Regions from separate parts of the Mus musculus genome. Here region 1 is linked to region 2. The links are chromatin contacts, called in public HiChIP or PLAC-seq maps. All regions are on one chromosome and are shown on one strand. The core of a region is the stretch at or near the end of the contact, and the rest is flanking DNA. Distances in the headings are between cores, read along the strand shown. Region 1 holds the start of Armc12 (armadillo repeat containing 12). Region 2 holds the start of Snrpc (U1 small nuclear ribonucleoprotein C).

What was found. HiChIP or PLAC-seq counts read pairs in DNA pulled down with a chosen protein or histone mark.
Region 1: a contact with region 2 is called in an H3K27ac HiChIP or PLAC-seq map of embryonic stem cells, with 5 times the contacts expected there. The contact joins the promoter of Armc12 here to the promoter of Snrpc in region 2. A contact is called at or near these places in 1 of 484 Hi-C or Micro-C datasets (CD4 T cells), 2 of 115 datasets of contacts at active chromatin or transcription factors (embryonic stem cells and microglia) and 1 of 9 other capture datasets (liver).

What each region holds. Positions count from the first base shown.
Region 1 is chr17:28,529,521-28,532,220 of GRCm38.p6, reverse strand. Armc12 (armadillo repeat containing 12) reads right to left here and starts at 1,360. Exons shown (of 6, transcript NM_026290.3): 1 at 1,175-1,360; 2 at 101-246. The coding sequence starts at 1,337. Gm41506 (a long non-coding RNA gene) reads left to right here. Exons shown (of 3, transcript XR_003952333.1): 2 at 2,441-2,592.
Region 2 is chr17:27,838,822-27,841,521 of GRCm38.p6, reverse strand. It overlaps Snrpc (U1 small nuclear ribonucleoprotein C), which reads right to left and starts at 1,435. Exons shown (of 6, transcript NM_011432.2): 1 at 1,353-1,435; 2 at 1,016-1,058. The coding sequence starts at 1,360.

The DNA.
Region 1 (2,700 bases), core at 111-2,610, 690 kb before region 2:
CGCTGCCTGAGGTTACGGGTGAGCTACAAGCCAAGGACCAGACTGACTGGGAGGGCCCGGCTAAGCTCCGCCCCGCCCCGCCCTGCCCGGCCCCGCCCACCTCAGCCTCCAGCAAGTACACGCAGCGGGTGATGTTATGAAGGATCATGCTCCTGGTATACTCATCCTGTTTGCAGTCTAGAGAGTTGAGAAGTCTTCGAATCTCACCGGAGTCCCGCCCGTGGCGCTCTCTCTCGATGGCCAGGCCTAGAAAGCACCCCAGTCCACAGTTAGGGATACGGACTTAGAATTAGGAAAAGCAAGGGGCTGGGAAGTGGGGGAGAGGGAAGGAGGGAGCTGAGGGCAAAGGCTGTGCCTAGCGCTTCACGCTTCACAGACTGCTGCAACACCAACTGTGCACCGCACCAAGAACCTAATCTAATAATGTGCCATCTGCCCTGTCAGGCACTCGTTTGTCCACAATGACAACTTTCCTGGTGTGTAGCGCCAACAAGTAGGGTTCTGCTTTCACCAACAATCTCAAATTACTGACCCTTTTCCTGATGGCACAAAAGTACCCTAGGGAGAGTAGAGAGATGACTCAGTGGTTAAGGACACTGACTGTTCTTCCAGAGGACCTGAGTTCGATTTCTAGCAGCCAGATGGTGACTGACAAACATCTGTTTCTTCAGTCTGGGGATCCAATGCTCTCTTCTAGCCTCTGTGGGCACTGCACACACACACACACACACACACACACACACACACACACACACAGGCAAAACACCCAAACACATCAAATAAAGTCCCCCACGACCTAGTTGGAAACTCTGGGCAAAAGGTGTCTCAACTTTTCTTCCCTTCAGTATCTTCAGATCCTAGGCAAGAGCAGGACAGATAAAAAGCTCTTGATTTCCATTTCCAATACATAGAACAGAGAAAGCCAAGCTGATGGTTCCTGGCTGGAGACTTGGCTCTATGAAACCTGCTACCCAGAGACTCCCAAACTAGCTTCTATAGCAGAGCCTTGCCTCAGGTGCTGGGAAGGAGGAGGGGAACTGAGACAGACCGGAGGAGAGAAAGAAGGAAGGAGGAAAGAGGAGCTTGAAAGAGTCACCTTTGCCCCCACCCCCCAGGGGAGGCCTTAGGGAGGCTTCCTGGGGCAGAGCCCTCTCCCCAGGACCTGGACACTTACGGGCAATGCAGATCGGCGAGTTGGAGCAGAGTGGCGGATGACATTTTAAGCCAGTCCTGACGGCCTTGTACAGCAGGTATAAGGCCCCGGCGCCTGTAGCCAGGCCCACGAAGCTTTTGATGAGGTCCAGTTGCTCCAGGAACCGGGGAATGGTCTTGCCCATGTCTTCCGTGCTGCCTTGTGGCTAGGTAGGAGCTAGGCCTGGAGAGAACATTCTAGAACCAGAACCCTGGCAGGGCCCAGAACCAGGGTACTAGAATCAGCACTAGGCAACAAAGGACACTTAGGAGATGACGGGGTCCAGGAGGCCTCAGAGTGGTTCAGAGGAGGGAAGGTGCTACTTTAGGAGGCTGAGAAGAAGAAGTCAGAGACTCTAGGGGTAGAAGGGAGGGAGGGAGTGGGGCTCAGAGGCACCGCTTGCCTAGCGTGGAAAGGCTCATCTCTTCGGAGCTTTATGGGGTTTTGTCATCTATTTGTTTATTTTTTTCTTTCTGGTTTTTTTTTAAAGATTTATTTATTTATGTATATAAGTACACTGTAGCTGTCTTCAGGCATACCAGAAGAGGGCACCAGATCCCATTACAGATGGCTGTGAGCCACCATGTGGTTGCTGGGAATTGAACTCAGGACCTCTGGAAGAGCAGCCAGCGCTCTTAACCGGCTAAGCCATCTCTCTCTCCAGCCCCTTATATTTGTTTGTTTATAAACAGTGTAACCCTCACTATGTAACCCTGGCTGGCCTAGATCTGAGAAATCTGCCTGCTTCTGCCTAACCCTTGCTGGGTTAAAGGTGTGCATCACCACACCTGGTTTTTTACATTGAGGTGTGTCAAAGTCACATGCACGTGGATACCCAAGGCGTGCAGAAGAAAGTGTTGGACCCACTAGAACTGGAGTTGCAGACAGTGGTGAGCTGAGCCAGGTGTGTGCCAGTAACCAACCTTGGGTCATCAGGAAGAGCAAGAGCACCTAGCTGTGTGGTGCCCTCTCTCTACCTCCTCTCTGTAGTTTTTGAAATATCACCTAATTCAGGCTCTTACTATATTGTTAAGAATAACCTTTCCAGGAGCCGGGCGTGGTGGCGCACGCCTTTAATCCCAGCACTCGGGAGTCAGAGGCAGGTGGATTTATGAGTTCTCGAGGCCAGCCTGGTCTACAAAGTGAGTTCCAGGACAGCCAGGGCTACATAGAGAAACCCTGTCTCGGACCCCCCCCCCCAAAAAAAAAGAATAACCTTGATTGATCTTCCTGCCTCTACCTCCCTAGTGGCTGGCAGGTTACTGGTATGCATCACCACCGCCCAGCTCCTGTATGGTTGTGGATCTAAGTGTTGCGGCTCAGAAGGAAAAGGCTTCCGCTACGGAAATGGACTGTGCAGGGGAAGGTTTCTCCAACAAAAGTGTTACAGCCCTGCTCAGGTAGGGGGAGATCCCAGAAAAAGCTCTGCTCCCATGAAAATGTTAGAGTTGCTGCTAGAGGTATCCTGGCAATTGGGAGCCAGGGAATAACACAAGGTCACCCTGCAT
Region 2 (2,700 bases), core at 186-2,685:
GGAGTGATGCAGGCCTTGAATCCCAGGCATGGAGGCAGCAGGACAGCCTGTTCTACATAAGTTCTAGGCCACCCAGGGCTACATAATGAAACCCTTTCCAAAAATAAATAAGCCAAGGAAGTGGTGGCACATAACTTTACTCCGTGCACTCAGAAGGCAGAAAGCAAGCAGCTCTCTGTGAGTTCGAAGTCAGCCTGGTTTACAAATTATTCCAGAAGATCTGTCTTGTTTCCTCAGGAGATTGGGGGGGGGGGGGGCAGATAAATAGATTATTTAAAACTATTAAAACCATAAAAACCAAATTTTGTTGTTGCTAAAGGTTGTTTTGATTTGCTTTTTTTTGAGGTAGGGTCTCCCACCATAGCCTTAAACTCACAGCAATGCTCCATCTCAGTGTACTAGGAAGACAGGCGCCAGGCCCTAACTTTGTTGCTGGGCCTTGTGGCTGCTACACACGGGGCAACACTAATCACATATCTCAGTTATTCCTCCTGATGATCAATAGTTAATGAGGTTCTCACAGGAGCTGAGAATGGAGCTGTACACTAAGACATTTCTTTCCATTTTAACCAGGCATTTGAATAATGTGACATAATCAAATCTGCAAGTTTGTAGGAACACACTCCTGGTTTGTTTGTTTTTTGTTTTGTTGGGCTTTTTTTGGAGGGTGGGGCGAGTTATTTTGACAAGGTCTCAATATGTATCCTTAACTGACCTGGAATTTGCCATCTTCCTGGCTCAGCCTCTCAAGTATTGACATTACAGGTACATGCAGTTTCTGTATACGCAAATGCTTTCCATCTTCAAGCTTGCTTAAAGTTTTATCATTCTGCAAATACCTTCAAATTGCAAAGACCTCACAAAAAGGGTGGGAAAAAACACCCGCTTCCTAATTACTTTCTAAGAAAGGTTGTCATAAAATTTCCAGGAGACTGTAATGCACACACCTGGACCTAAAGAAAAAGAATTTTGCATACAAGGCGTTTTAGGATTATAAAAAAGACCCGCCACTTACAGAATCGTGGGTAAGATACGTATCACAGTAGTCACAATAAAACCTGAAATGACAAAAGAAAACGTCAGCAATTAACAGCTGTCCAAACAAACAGACCCAAAACCCAACTTCCTCGGATTGTAAGTCAAACAAAGCGTCCTGACAGAATGCGAGGCTTCTGAGCGAGGGTCCGCGCCCACTCTGCCAGGATGGCCGGAGAGCCTGGGTCTCCACCCGCCATCCCTCGGAGGGGCTCGCCTTCCCCTCGGAACGTCCAGAACCCGAGGCCGCCGCCCTGCACCTTCACCAGGACCCAACTGACCACCGCAAGTCCGCTTGCTCCCAGGGCCACACTCACTTGGGCATGATGCTCCACAAGCCGTTGGCTACCCCGATCCCCGCCGCCAGGAACTGACGCACACAGGCTGCGCCGACGCGAGCAAAGGATGCAGACAGGAGGGGTAGGACTTCCGCTTCCGGCCTCTGCCCTACGGATGCTGTGGGTGCCTCTGAGGTTCAATCCGCGCTCACTTATTCAGGATTAGTTACTCCGTCTAGGAAGTGCGTAATTTAGTACTATCAACAAAAGGTTCCAAAACCCTGAGTCAGCAGTTCCTACGCTGCGAATCATTAATCCAGCTTCTCAAATTGTGGTGACCCCCCCAACCAGAAATTATTCTTGTCGCTATTTCATAACTGTAATTTTGCCACTCGTATGACTAGTAATGCAAATTATCGGTGTTTTCTGATGGTCTTAGGAGAAACCTGTGAACGGGTTGTTCGACCCGCAAAAGGTGTCACGACCACTGCTCTAGTATGTACCCAGCTCTTCTGTAAATGAGAAGTGAAAAAGGCAGAACCAAATCAGGTAAAAGTTCTCATTCTCCAAGACCTGATTAGCAGTAAGCTGAAATCGATCAGTGGCTGAGGGATCAAAGTCCTATGCTGGGGAAATGAAGCGGGGAAGAGCGCAGCTGAACATCAAGGAAGACAAAGAAAATGTAGAAGACGATCACTGAGAAATTGATCATTGTATTTGAGCAATTAAGACAGACGTGAATTGTAGGGACACACTCCTGGGTGAGTGGGGCGGGTCTCAAGTTTTAAACCCTGTCTCCCTGCTTCCTTCCTAGCTGTGCAATTTACTCTCTCTGAGCTTCAGTTTCCTTATCTGAAAAGTAAAGGTAATAACTTGTGCAGTTTAAGGAAGAATCAAATGTAAAAATGCTGGAAAGTAGCTGGAGAATTGGTGTAGCGATTAAGCATTTGTTGCTCTTGGAACAATCTAAGTTCGATCACCAACACTCCCCCGTGGTGACTCCCACCTGTCTGCAGCTCAAGTCTCAGGGTGTCTGATGGATCTTTTTTAATCCACTCCCAGCACTAGGCACATACATGGTGCACTTACAAACTAAACACCCATATACATACAATAATACAAAAATGAATTTAAGCCGGGCAGTGGTGGCGCACGCCTTTAATCCCAGCACTTGGGAGGCAGAGGCAGGCAGATTTCTGAGTTCAAGGCCAGCCTGGTCTACAGAGTGAGTTCCAGGACAGCCAGGGCTACACAGGGAAACCTTGTCTAAAATAAAACAAAATATAAAAAAAATTTAAATGTAAAGCTCATAGGGCATTTAGCGAAAGGTCTATGCACTTAGGCCACCATAAATGGTAGTGATTCTATAGACGTTGTTAGCAGTACA